Linked DNA regions of Drosophila melanogaster: region 2 is linked to region 1. A link is a contact called in public HiChIP or PLAC-seq data. All regions are on one chromosome and are shown on one strand. Each heading gives the region's core, a stretch centred on a gene start, on an enhancer-like site or on the middle of the called end of the contact. The rest is flanking DNA. Distances are from core to core; before and after follow the strand shown. Region 1 holds the start of CG14634. Region 2 holds the start of CG3655.

What was found. HiChIP or PLAC-seq counts read pairs in DNA pulled down with a chosen protein or histone mark.
Region 2: a Psq HiChIP or PLAC-seq map of the Kc167 cell line shows a contact between it and region 1, with 5 times the contacts expected there. The contact joins the promoter of CG3655 here to the promoter of CG14634 in region 1.

What each region holds. Positions count from the first base shown.
Region 1 is chrX:858,839-865,272 of dm6, reverse strand. It overlaps CG14634, which reads right to left and starts at 2,665. Exons shown (of 2, transcript NM_001042790.2): 1 at 2,615-2,665; 2 at 2,073-2,537. The coding sequence starts at 2,481. The coding sequence ends at 2,200. All of the region lies in intron 3 of CG43867, which reads left to right.
Region 2 is chrX:1,129,594-1,136,654 of dm6, reverse strand. It overlaps CG3655, which reads left to right and starts at 1,759. Exons shown (of 5, transcript NM_001103392.2): 1 at 1,759-2,470.

The DNA of each region.
Region 1 (6,434 bases), core at 1,416-3,915:
GGTGGTTTGGGTCGTGGGCGTGGTCGCACCTGAAATTAATGCTCGCGATACAGCAAGAGGAGCAGTCAAAGGAGCAGTTTTTTTAATCAATTACAATCTATGAATCATAATAATTACAATCTGTTACAATAAGATTTGGTCCACTCCATCCAGAATGTCTCTAGATTAGCTATTTCTGAGTTTCGTATGATTCCCGTATTTGAGAGATGCCAGCCATGAGTTTGCTGTCTATCTACCCCTGCTGGTTATTGTTCCTTTTGACTTTATGCACTGCAGGTCCAATTACCTTTAATGGCTCTTCTTTGCTTTGATATGCGCAGATCTGGTTCAGTGCGACCGTGCGACATTTATAAAATGTGAAACGCAAAAACGCAACTACCCCACCGAGGAGCTCGCTTAACCCCAAGGGGACGTTGCAAGGACATTTTCCCGCACTTCCATGTCTCGCCCCCTCCATTGCTGTTCCTCGAAGGAAATAAAATGCAATTGCGTGATTATTGAACGATTTGTATCAATTCACAAAGGCAACGGTTTGGGGCGGGCGAAAAACTGCCGTTGCCCTCAAATGTTTATTTATGCATTTCACTTGCTTATGTTATTACAAGTCTTCACGGGGTAGTGCGGACTAGTGGAATGATTGTTGATATCAGTATCCGTCCAAATGTACGAGTATGTACATGTCCCTGTTCACCCCCGTCAACCTGCCTTCCCGAATTCGAACTTGTGGGAAGTACAAACCTCCCGGGACGATTGCAGCTCAAGACATTTGTCGCAACGTGCGAAAACTTTTGCCGTACAAAAGTGTCGCTTCCCCCTTTCATAAGCTTGTTAGCTTGTGAAGTTTATTAAAGTGGCATAAAAGTGTCATTGGCGTCTAATGGCCAACGATTAGCTGGAAACGAATCCAATCCCAGATCTCCCGGAATTACTCGAAAACTGAGCTCAATCCGCACCGAACGGACCGAATCTCAATATCTCTGTCGAGAATGTCTTAATTGAAAGAAGGCAATAACTTAAAGAGTCGAATGCCATTTCTCGTGCATTTGAGCAGTTCTTCTGTTTCAATTTCTGAAAACTGTAAACGAGCTCACGCTTTTGTGCAAATGGAACAGGATTGTAGATGCATTTGTAAAACTGCAAAACTGCGTTGGGGTTATCTTATTATGGAAATTGTTTTGCATTAACTTGAATTCCTACAAGCTCTAGCACATGCTCTCCTTCACACTGCAACTTATCGATACTAAACATGCCTTCTTTAATGGGTCGAGAAGAAAAGTTTTCCCGCTCGTCTTGGGGGAAAACTTATTGAAAAGTCATAAAAAGCATAAAATACAAAAATGGCTTGTGGTGTGGAGCAGCCAAGAGTCTAAACCACCGACATGAACTGGAAGAGCCACGAAATTGTTTTTCCCCATTCGCTCCACCGCCCTTTTTGTAAATCATTTAACACGCTCTCGATTTTTATTTTAATGACATCTTGGCAAAGTTACCCCTAATGGCTTAGGTTGAAGCACTTTGCCAAGGACATAATGTGGAGCCTGCAGACGTATTCGGGTCCTTAAACTCCCGCCCGAAGGCTGTGCAAATTTGTTCGCAGGCGTCACAGGCTGCTCCTGGACTGCATATCCTGGAAGCTAGCTCTCTTCTGCTGTGTGTCCTGTGCGTCCTGTGTGTTAATGATCATCATGAATATTCTGGCATTTGTTTGTTTGCTTGCGCCAGTTTGCTTAGCCAAAATGTTAATATACGCCCAGCCCAAACAGAATTTAACCCTGCGGCACTCGTACGGGAAAACGGCAAAGAGGTCCTGCTAAATATTTGATTAACTTTCCTATGTTCAGTGTGTGTGCGAAATCAACTTAATTAAAGTTAAACAAGCAGCTAATCAAATTTTTATTACACAGTCTTAACCACAAGAATCCTTTACCTCTGTCTCCCGCAAAACGTGGAGTAATTTCATTTTAAAAATGCATACTCCAACAGGGGCTACGTGCGACTCGCGGAGGCGAAAAAGAATTGTCTTCTTGTGCTTTTGGTTTTTGTGGCCAGAGAAAAGAAATAATAGGTACACTCTTTGTGAGAACTAAAAACAGAGTCGGTAGTTTCATTAAATATAAGAGTTTTTGACAAACATCTTTGTAAGTCGTACATTTATGTAGTGCAGCGATACGCTAATCAATTCTGCTAAGATACTATGGATTAGTAATCCTCGATGGAGTCCCTTTTGGGCCACCAGACTTCGCCGTCCCAGGAGCTCAAGGTGCTAGACGTGACTATTCGGTGGGGCAGTGACACTGAACTGGGGCTCATGCTGGGTAGCGATGGCTGGCTGATGGTCACCTGGTTGAAGTAGCCTGGCTCCGTGGATATCACGTTCCCCAGGACGTCCGGCTGGTGCTGCACTTGCCGCTGCTTTCCATTCTTTTGGCAAGGCTTCGATGAGGAGCAGCCGCAGCAGCCAAGTGGGAAGAGAAAGCACATATTTCTGTGGCTAGAAATAATAAGTAGAAGTGCCGAAGATGGGGGAATGTGCCAGGCTGATTTCGTCAGCAGTCAATAAAAGAATTTCCAGGCCAAAGTCAAGTTACCCATCACCTGATGGTTTAGTTCCCACCTGTTAGGGCCCTTTTATTTATGTTGTGCCGCCCGCAGCTTTTAGCTGAAAGGAGAGCTTCCCACTGAGGCAGTGCAACCCAGAGCTGTCTGCTTTTATAGCCGGCGGGTTTGTTGTGGGTACAGTTGTGTTCCCCGGAATCGGACTAGACTGGTGCCCCCCAACAATTGTTTTCGGAGACTCCCATTATGCAAAATGGTGTCACTTATGTTAATTTCACAAATGCCCCGCACTCCAATCAGTATATAGTGCACGCTATCAGGACTATCGGGTTTCGGCGGTTGGAGGGGAGGGAAAAACGGCAGCCGACGACTACCTATTGTATTACCAATTTGCGAATGCAAATCAGGCGCAGAGCGCGGGTTTCACACCAGTTTCGTATTGAATTTAAAGAGTGAGCCATGCGACACTCACATCAAAGCCGATGATGGTGGCTGTGAAAGACGAGATGGACGTGTAGCGAGGAGATCTTCGATGCCAATGCCAGCGCAATGCCATAAGCCATCCAGCACCTGCTTCGGCTGAAGGTGTTCATTTGAACGGATGCTGAACTTCTGCGAAGGGAGGTGGCAAGCGGAGACCCCGCAATGGGACACTCCACGGTCTGCATTTAGAAAAAAAATTCGCTGATCCTCAAGGCACTGCGCTTGGGCTAAAAGACCAACAGCATGTTCTACGGTCTCCAGAAGTCCAGAGAACCTTCTATATGGCCAGCTCCTCAGATGAGAGGGTGAGTTTTCTATGGTCTGCTGGGGTCTGTTTGCTTATCCGACTTGGCAAAAATGCTGCGACCAGCGTCCTCCGTCTCTAACAACTTCAATTTCAATTAGCAGTGCATACTTTCCAAGGGTCGACGACCAAAAAGTTTCTGCACTAATGAGTTTTGTAATTATACGAAAGTTGAAACTGAATACAAAAGCCGAAAAGAACAACCCCATCCCCTTTACTTTGCTTTACATTTATACTTTTATGAATGATTTACGTGGGCAAAGTATTTGTACGGCGATAACAACCCACAGGATGCGGGGTAATTGGTGAAATTGGTGAAAGTGCCGAAAGGGAAAGCAGTTGCCATGATGTCACACAAGTCACAGCGGATTTCCTGTTTAATTCACTTCATTCTAAGTGAAGCGATACACATGTTTCTCTTGACTTAAGCCAAATAAATTTAATGTACACAAAATCCCGTGAAAAAAGTTGCGAATCTCTAATATCAAGAGTACAGCCTTTTCAATCTAAATGTTTACTCTACTCACTTTTCCGCATTTCCCCGAATTCGCGAATATGGCAAACTGGAAAAATATCAATGTCATTTGCAGGCCCATAACGGAAAAACGCAGAGTAAGGCTAAAAGGGGAAAATAAACCAGAAAAACGTACGGAAGGGGGGGGGGGGGTTGGGGTGAACTGACTGGCATTGTTACTCGTGTAATTCTAAAAGTGATGTGTCTGTTCTGGTGGGAGTTTCGTTCCCATGGCCCTGGATTTCTAGGACTGTGCATTGGGGCTCGTCCTTCTCACATGGTCAACCCCATCATTGCGGTTTCAGAACTGTATATTTCGAAGTTCCCATTTGCAGTGTTCGTTTATCTGCGCATGTGTGTGTGTGTGTTTGGGGTGCTTATGGAGATGGGACTTGTTCCGACTTGAGATGAACGAAAAAACGTGATCTTTTCCGGAAGCTCGGAAAGAGTTTGCCCAGCTTAAAACTTCGCTATAAATTTGTTATAGCGAAGAAAGCAGGACCCGGTTAAATCTTTGCTACACAAGCTATTGGTTATGAATAGGGTATCTGCTAGTTCCATAATCTCCTTTGGACCCGCTTTTTTTTTGTTGCCAAATTTTTTGCATGTTTCGCATGTAGTTGGCTCTGGTTTCATGGTTCGTGACAAGCCAAGCGCATAACCACAAAATAGACGCGTGCAAAAGTGGGTGGTGGGTGGATACCGGCCAGATATCCACATAGACAGATAGCCACCCCTGCCCACTCACGGTGTTCCATTTTCATTTTCAATTTGCAGAGCATACTTTGCGGGGCTTTTCGGTTTCTATGCCAATCTGCAATTCTCACTCGGCGCTTCAATCTCCTTTTTTGTCCGGCCTGCTACCCACTTACCACCCACCAGCCTTACCCCCCCCCCCCCCGCCCCTTTTTTTTCTGGTAAGCACCCTGACAACAAGAATTCACCCCCTTTTTGGCAGCCGCCCCTGTATTTTGCTTTGTGGTCATGCCCACTTGATGCGTATTTAATTAACGTTAATTGAAATTGATTTATGTATGCAGCATGCGCACAGCCCCATTCATCCCCCCCCCTCCAGTGACCACGTTCTCCCTTAAAAATATGCTGCTTGAAATTTAGATGGGATTGGTGGAGGCGGAGAGTGAGGAGATCGAGGGTGGGCTCAATTGACAAATTTTCGGCATATTGAAGCGTGAAAAATTCTGTGTTTTGGGTTCATTAAATTGATTTAACGAAATGCAAACAGACATTTTGCGAACTGTTTGCGCGCAGAGAATTAGGTGGAGTGTAGGTGGCAGAAAAATTAAATAATGATTTGGTGTAAATGTTTTCTTCACCGTTAAATTATATTGTATTCTACTGTCAGTGCAGAAGTTATGCTAGTTCCTTCTTCCGTTGGCATCAAAACATTTTCACAGACATCAAAAGCTATCCAATTAAACCAAGGAAAACGAATTAAGTATCCGTGAATACACGCAAAAACAAAAAACAATGCGAGTATGAGCGAACAGACATTCGATGCGTGTTTGCCCAATTTCCACGTCATTAATTTTGTTCCTGCTTTCCAAGCAACGAATCTACATCTGGTGCTTTTATGTTCATCTAATTAGAGGGAAATCTTTCGTGGCTTTCTTTTCTATGGCTTTTCCGGCTCCTTCTCCCTTGGCTTTTATTGCATAATTTTTGGTGTGCAGTGCAAATCGAAAGTGGATTGAGTGGGGTGCGGGACTGCAATCAGCAACACAGCAAACAAAGAACCATAACAATAAAGCAAAAGAAAATAACGAAAATAACGAAAATTCATCATAAACAGCCCGGGAAAGTCCCGACCCGTCCCATCCCATCGAAGATCGTAAATTAGAAATGGCATTTTATGCGTGCGCAAATAAAAATGCTGTGTGTGCGGCGCACATTTGGTATTTGGAGGATATCTTTGGGGCTCGGCATAAAAAGTTTCTTTTCGGCCCTCGTAAAATTACTCATACGACTTGTTAACCGTTTCAGCAGCCCACAAAGATACACATTGATTTTCCTGCCTTTACTCGTCTGCTATTCTGCCATTTTGTGTTTCAGGTGGGTCCTGGGGATCTTTTTGGTACGTTGGTCCGCCAGTCCTCGGAAATGTGAGACGAATGGTATTGGATTCTGTTGATTGGAAACAGGGCTTTCGTCGGTATTAAATGTTCGCTTTGATTCAATGGGAGTGTAAACAAATGAGGTTTTTCGCTGCAAGACTTAGACTCGCTCGGCGAAAACTTGTTTATCCATGCACTGCGAAAAAAAAAATCTTTAGGCTAGGATATTTTAATACGATTTGGAGTTCACAGACGGCGATTTATCTCCAGTGAGCGTGGTCGCCCATTCCCGTCGGATTTCGCAGCCCCCAATCCGAACAACAAAGGAATTTCCCTAATTATGCGTTCACCTGCACGTACGCAAAAAGCAGTTGGGGCGCCGGAACGATGATGATGGGGGGGCGGTGTGGCAAAAGCAGTGCAAGTTATTTGCTACCCAACTCATCGCCGTGAGAAGCCACAACCAAATCGACCATGAAAACAAAAATCGCACAGCGGCATTTGG
Region 2 (7,061 bases), core at 510-3,009, 270 kb before region 1:
CACAAACAAAGACACTGCAGCACCCATTCCCATTTCGCCCCTCGAATTTCCACGCGATTTTGCCCACGTTTCCCCTCATTTTCCACCGCAAGTCAACTGAAGCTGAAATCATCATTAAAGTAATTATAACTGTCAATGAAGGGCTTGCAAAGTGCAGATAAGGATTAATAGGAAAGCGAGAGCGAGAGCGAGAGCGAGAGCGAAAAAGCGACATCCTCATAAAGGTAATTGCCGGCATAATGATCTTTCTAAATTTTCACCTGGCCAAAAGCAAAGGACCCAGGCTGTGTAGGGCTCACTTGCCTGAGGCTTTGGCGCTCATCCAGTGACTAACTGGCAAATATTATTGACATTTTGGGCTCCACTTAACGTGGGACATGCGAGAGGGAAATCAACATTAATATGTTGAAATATGTTCTTTGGATCTGATGACTGATCGGGAAAGTGAATTAAAGTGAAACGAAAGTTGGCGAGCAAAACATTTAGTGGCTAACAAGCGATTGGCAAATATAGAGTATAGATGGTACATATGTACATACGTTCAAGCATATATCGAAACTTGCTTCCAAAACGTTGATGCTCGACATTGCGCACTTTTGCTTTACACACTTGAGGCTGCTCAAGTGAAGAGCAGGTCAAACAAAAACGCAACAAAGAACTCCATACGCAAAACGAAGCTATTGGCGGTTGGCCAGGTTGACCTTGACCTTGGGGGGCAGCAGTTGGTGCTGGGGCCTCCCCTCGAAGGTCGGCGAACAGTGTTGTAGTCTCGTTTCAGCCGCATTCAAATTTAACAGCCAATTGGGATGCAATGCGCGCTTAATTACACAACATTTATGGAAACCAGTACGCGTAGTGTTTCAAAGTCAAGTGCAAAAGGCGAAGAGAAGGAGAGAATATTCAATCCGCATATTATATACCCTCAAAGTTGTAGAAACACTATATATCGTGTATATTGACGCATCGGTTTGGTGATTACGGTGTAATTTAATCATTGCGTTCACTTGGATCGAGAATGAACATCAAATGAAAAATACTTTTGCTTAAAAAAAAAAATGATCAAACTAATTAAAATTCTCGCTACGCACTCGAAGCTAGCGCCATCCCGCTCGCACCCCCATTCTGAAGTCATATCCATTATAGGCATGTTCATATATCGAACTATTTGTTTTCGATTTGTTGCATTGTGCCTTGGCCAATAATTAATAGCTGTGGCCAAAATCAAATGTTAACTTAACATACATAGATTCCCAGAGCAGCGAACATGTTCGTCGCCTCGCGACTCCCGACCACTCCGCACTAACCAAACTGTTGCGCTTGAAACCGGCCGCTACGCCTGCGCACGCGTCTGCCGTTGCGACGAGCAACAACAAGGCGCTTGGAGCAGAGTGATGGCACGACGGCTATCGAACTCCTGGCTATCTGTCGCTTTTCAAGCTGTCATAACACTGGTTGCTCTGCAAACTACAGATGATACGGATTACAGATGATATGGCTGCTTATTTTATACAAAGCGGTTCATCTGGCAGCAAAATCTCTTTTGTTACAAAAATATATAGACAAAGTATAAACTCGATTTTTCTCTCGATATGATTATTTCCTAGCGCCAAGGTGTTCGATTGGACAACACCATCGGGTTGCTTGCCCAGCAAAAGTCGGCAAACACACGACTTCGAACATGTTGCCAAGTTCGAACGCGTTCGATGTTCGACTGCAGCGGCAGAAAACCGGTGCCGTCACAACGAAAAACACGTCTGGCTTCAGTCGACAAAATTTTTTAATGCGCGCGGTTGTGCGTCGCTCCGTGGCTGAAATTTGCGATTTACGATTCGGGACTTGCGATTGTGCTGACCATTTGCCAGTATTTGATTCTCGATTTGTGGTGATTGTACCCGCCGGAATATTTGATGACCGCGAAAATGCAGGAGTTTTGAAACTAGTGGCTCGCCCCAAGGACAAAGAGGATAGAAGGATAGAAGCTAGCAAAAGGAGGCTCCGTTTTCACGTGCTTATTATCGCTCTCTCTTTCGAGCGCGCTCGTGTGTTGGTGAATGTTTATAATCATTTTTTATCTCGACGATCAATCGTTTGATACGAGAAGAAACCCAGAAGGGAATAATTTAAGTGCCGCTTTTTGTTGTAATACCGAAGTCAATACATTTTTTTCGAGTGGATGGATGTGTGCTGTTTGAATTTTGGAAAATACAACAACTAGAGAAAGAGAGGAGAGGCGAATAAGAAAGAAGAAATAATAAATAGCAAGTTGAAAGAAATTGAAAAAAAAACCGGATTCCCAGCAGAAACAACAACTAAAGAGCAGCATCAAAAGAGAAGAAAAGGAAGAAGCAGCAGCACAGGCTTCCAGTATTCCATATCTTCTTGTTGTTGCGCACACGCACCAGAAGAGAGGAGGATCGACCAGGCAGCTGTTCTCTGGCTCTCTGGAAAGTGGTCAAAGGAGAAGGAGGAGGTAAGTCAAATAAGTGAAATGTTCTCTCTTTGGCCTTCCGTTTGCGTGGGTGCGAGCGAGATGGCGCAGGCGCAGCCGTTTTCCAATTGTTGAATGCTTTTTATGTTTTACGAGAGAAAGGAACCCTTTTGTTATTGCACACAGTGTAAAAAAGGAAATGCGAAAGAGAATCGTATCGATTCCTTGTAAAATTGTTATTAATTCATTTGAAATTACACCCAAGAAAGAGGAGGGCTAGAAATGTAGTACACGGGCCTTGCACGCCTCTACTAATTCCACTTCTGATCGCATTTCACACTTGCTCTCTCTCTTGTCCGTTCTTTCCTTTTCAAAAGTAAAATCGAAAGTTGCAGAACATAGAAATAGTTAATTGTCATCCTCAGTTCAGTTTTCTACTTTTCCCATGGTGCTCCACTGATCCATTTGTTGGCGATTTGAGGAAAAAGCGTTTGGGAAGGGGCGCAAAAAGTCATTTCCAATAGTTGGTGACCGACCATTCAGACTGACATAATGAGCTATAAAGAAAAGAACGATGAACGAGGCGGAGAAGGAGGAAAATGAACGGGGGCCATGCGCATATCTTTCTAGGTATGTATGTAAATATGCTGGGCGCCATGAAAAATAAATAAAAATGCGGTTGGCATTGCACTTTGCTCGGTCGAGCAACGGCAGGAAAGCTGCCTTTCGCTCTCGATTCTGCTCGGTTTTATTTTTCTTTATTTAAGACTGTACCAACTACTATTTTATTATATTTTATTCTTTCCGCTTGCCGGGGGAACATGAGCACTTAACACGAGACACTAATTTTTTGGGGAAATATGTAAATACCTCCTCAAGCTTGTTTATTTCGTATTTAACTATATTTTGGCTTACTCCCACGAAAGTTCCTCGTAGGTCGCAGACGATTAATAAGGAATATTTTTGCTCTTTAATCAATAGACAAATTCTTTTATTTGGTGTATTAAAAGTAAAATGTATTTGTCACGAGTTTTACTCGATTCAATAAAATTAGTTCGATAGACAATTATGCTGAAATATCGATATTAGTGAGCTGCCTCGTTTAATGCCGTTAATTGAATTAGCACCCGCACTTAGGCACACACATAAACACCTTCTCACTCACTGAATAACAACAACTCGCCGGCAGCAACAACAAATTGGATTAATGCAAACGAATCGAATCGCCGAACAGGAAAGACCAAAAAAGAAAAAATGTGTAAAAGCTACAAAATGGTAAAACGATGGTTTTTAATACAAACAAATAGCTAAACACCGCACCAAAAAGCACAATCACTAATGCAAAATGAATCTTTCATAATCGACCTGGTCAAAAGACAGAGGCAGATACAGTGCAAGAGAGATAGCAAGAGGTGGAGAGGGAGATGGGGCGAACACGACATGATAATAACGGTTCCACAAATTTAGTTGCTACTTTTTTTTGTGGCTCAGCTCTGCTTTGTTTCGTTTCGTTTTGCTTTTGGGCGTCCTTTCACTATGCCATCTTCATCGACTTCAGTTTTTTCCCATTTTCGCATTTCGCAACCAGCGTTCGATATTTTGATTAGAACTCTGGTTGGACACCTCTCAGGTTGATGATATCCATCCCACCTCCATAAACATTTTCCTCCTTCCCGCTCTTTCATCCAATGGGTTTTTTTCTCGTTTTGAACAATATTTGCTCTTTGGCTTAACCATTCGTTTTGTTATGTTTCGTTTCATTTCTTTTTTTTCCCGATGACCGATGACAGGGTTGTCATCATTATCTGTGCTTGGTCAAATCATTTCAAATGGGGAAGTTATGGAATCAGAATGTATTAATACTTATATAAACAGTAACACGAATATTGTCCGTTTCATGTGATGCAGTATTTACTTACGCAATGTCATTGTTTAAAATCCAACACCATCCATTATGTGATGTGGAAGGCACAAGAAATATTTTGCCAAGTAATGGCAAACATTTAATATGCTAGTTATTATTCGAGCCAAATTGAATGAGTGTGCTAGCCCAATTTCTCTGTGCTTTCCAATCACTCAGTCCATTCTTTTCATAGATGTTGCAAGTGAGTCGCCTCAAATTACGCGGATCTGCGAAATTGTAGCCCAAATGCAAATTAATTATGCGGATATGACATGGAGCCCTCCATTCGACGTCCAAAAAAGTCACGAACCTCTGCCGCTGAAATGCGAGATATTTGAATCAAATGGGGGGTACAGTGGAGCTCATTAACAACAGCTGCCGCCACCGTTAACTACGCATATTGGATATCAAAGAAGAAATCCAAAAAATCATTCGACATGTTTTTTGCCCTTACAAAGACATCAATCTAAAATTGGCAGGGACCGAAGGGCTGGAAAATAATCAAATCAAATCAAATCAAAAATACATCAAAGTTTGTTTTTTTATTTTTGTTTAATTAGTCGATCGGCGGGCGTGTGTGTAAAAATGTACTTATTTGCCAGCGGAGAGAGTAAGTAGATCCCGGGGCACCGCGAAATTTGCACTTTCCCCTCGTTAAGGCTTCCATATTCGACTAATGAAATGATGAAATCGCATTCACGTCTCCACTGAATGAAAGGGAATACGAAAGGCAAAAATCCGAATCCGGAGCTGCACTTAAATCTTCTCGCTCTTGATTAATTGGGCAATCCGTGAACTGTTAATTTGCCGCAGTTTACGTTCATATTCAACTGCAAACAATGGATTAATCAATCGGAGGTTAGCTTAGCACTAGCGATTACTTTTCTTTGTTTTTATAAGTAATTACTTAAGAAGAGAACAAGTAACCATCGGAATAAAAATGTTATTTAGGAATTAAGGACACATCATTTAGACGTCAGCTTTAGATTTGTATTATTAGCTTAATTTTAACCGATATTGATATATCTGGGAAATCTTTTTTTACAAACCACAAATTTCTACCATTAAAGTGCTATCGGAATAATCGGTACATTTCAACAATCGTCGAATTCGTCAAGTCTTTGGCTGCCTTCTGCTCGCTCTGTTCCCATTATTGCAATTCTATATATAAAATGGTAGCGGATCCGCAGCTCCTTCTCACATCGTGCCACACGAAATGCTTGCCTCTAGTTAATTTTCGCCGTTTCTGATTTTTTAGGCTTCTTGTTTTATTTTGGCTTTTTTCTTGAAGAAGTCGGAGAACGAAGAAGCAGCAACGGCGGCTAAATATAAAATTATTTGAAGCCAAGAGGCTGACGAGGGGCCAAAAAGAGGGAAATGAGAAATAAAACCATGCAATGCCAGACAATTGTGGCATGACCAAAGTAAGCAAGAAAAATCGCTGTGTCGACTGCATCGACAATCAGATACCCGTTAGTTATTTAATTAATTAAATATATTTAAATTTAACACTTATTTCAACTATAACATTTTTGTTCGCTATGCAGACAACTTTTGAACCTGCAATCTCAATCCTTGTGACTCTAGACTCCGTGATCGCGACGTTTATACGGACGGACAGCCAGACGGATGGACGGACATGGTTAGATCGATTCGCCTTGTATTTGTATTGACGTATTATGACTAGGGTACATGCTCTTTTCAACAAAGGCAATATACCCGTTCAACCTACGATTAACCGGTATAAAGAGTGAAGCACAGGGAAGCACAATAAAATTTCACAAAACTGAAACATCCGAATAAAAGGCGGTGAAAAGCGGGAGGGCTGCGAATAATAATAGGCTCAGTTTACAATAAATCAGCTAGCGAACGGCGGATAATGCTGTGTTGCTGCCACCTACCGAAATCTCGGATCCCGAAGCATTATCTCTTGGTCACATCTCTTGTTATCTATGTGTGGTCTCTTGGTGTCTGCTCAACTGCGGATTGTGACTGGGAATTAGAGCCAACACAACACTTATGTCGCCGACCTTGAATCGTTATCTCCGATTGTCTGGAGTATCTGTTCCTGTTGATGCTCGAGTGTGGAAAAGTTTTCCCGGCCCTAGACATTCCTTTTTGCCCCATACCAAGCGTAGCCTTCGATTTCCCCCCGAAAAGAACTTGCGGAGTAATTGTTTGCCGCTTGCCAACTTATGTTGTTGCCACATCTGCGCAACACGTGTGCTATGTGCTGCTGCTGCTGTTGCATTTTGCCCCTTGCAAGGTTTATGCCTCCTGTATACCCCCCCCCTCCCCCACACACCCTTTGCCACTCGCTAAAAACTCCGTCCTTTTAGGGGCGCATTTGTGTCGCCCTTATTTTTTTCTCCGTCGAGTGCACTTCGCCAACTTTGCGTCAGAGTCCGAGTCCAAAAACTCCAAAGTCGTCGTGTTAATGTACATATGTATGCACGTACCAACACAGTGGCGGTGAGAAAAGTAGATAACATGTTCTCCAATAATACTGGTTATGGTTTAATAGTTAAAAACAAGAAAAAGGCAATTTTTTAATGTATGTAATGTCCTATTTGCGCAAATCCTTTGTGATGATGCATTGGCCTAAGTAATTTTGAAGCAGCGTCTCTAATATTTTGGGCCGATCTGTTAAAATGTTATGTTTATGCATATGTGATTGTTGTTCAGTTGTTTTTTGTGTGTAATTAAAATAATAATGCGATGTTCAGAGTG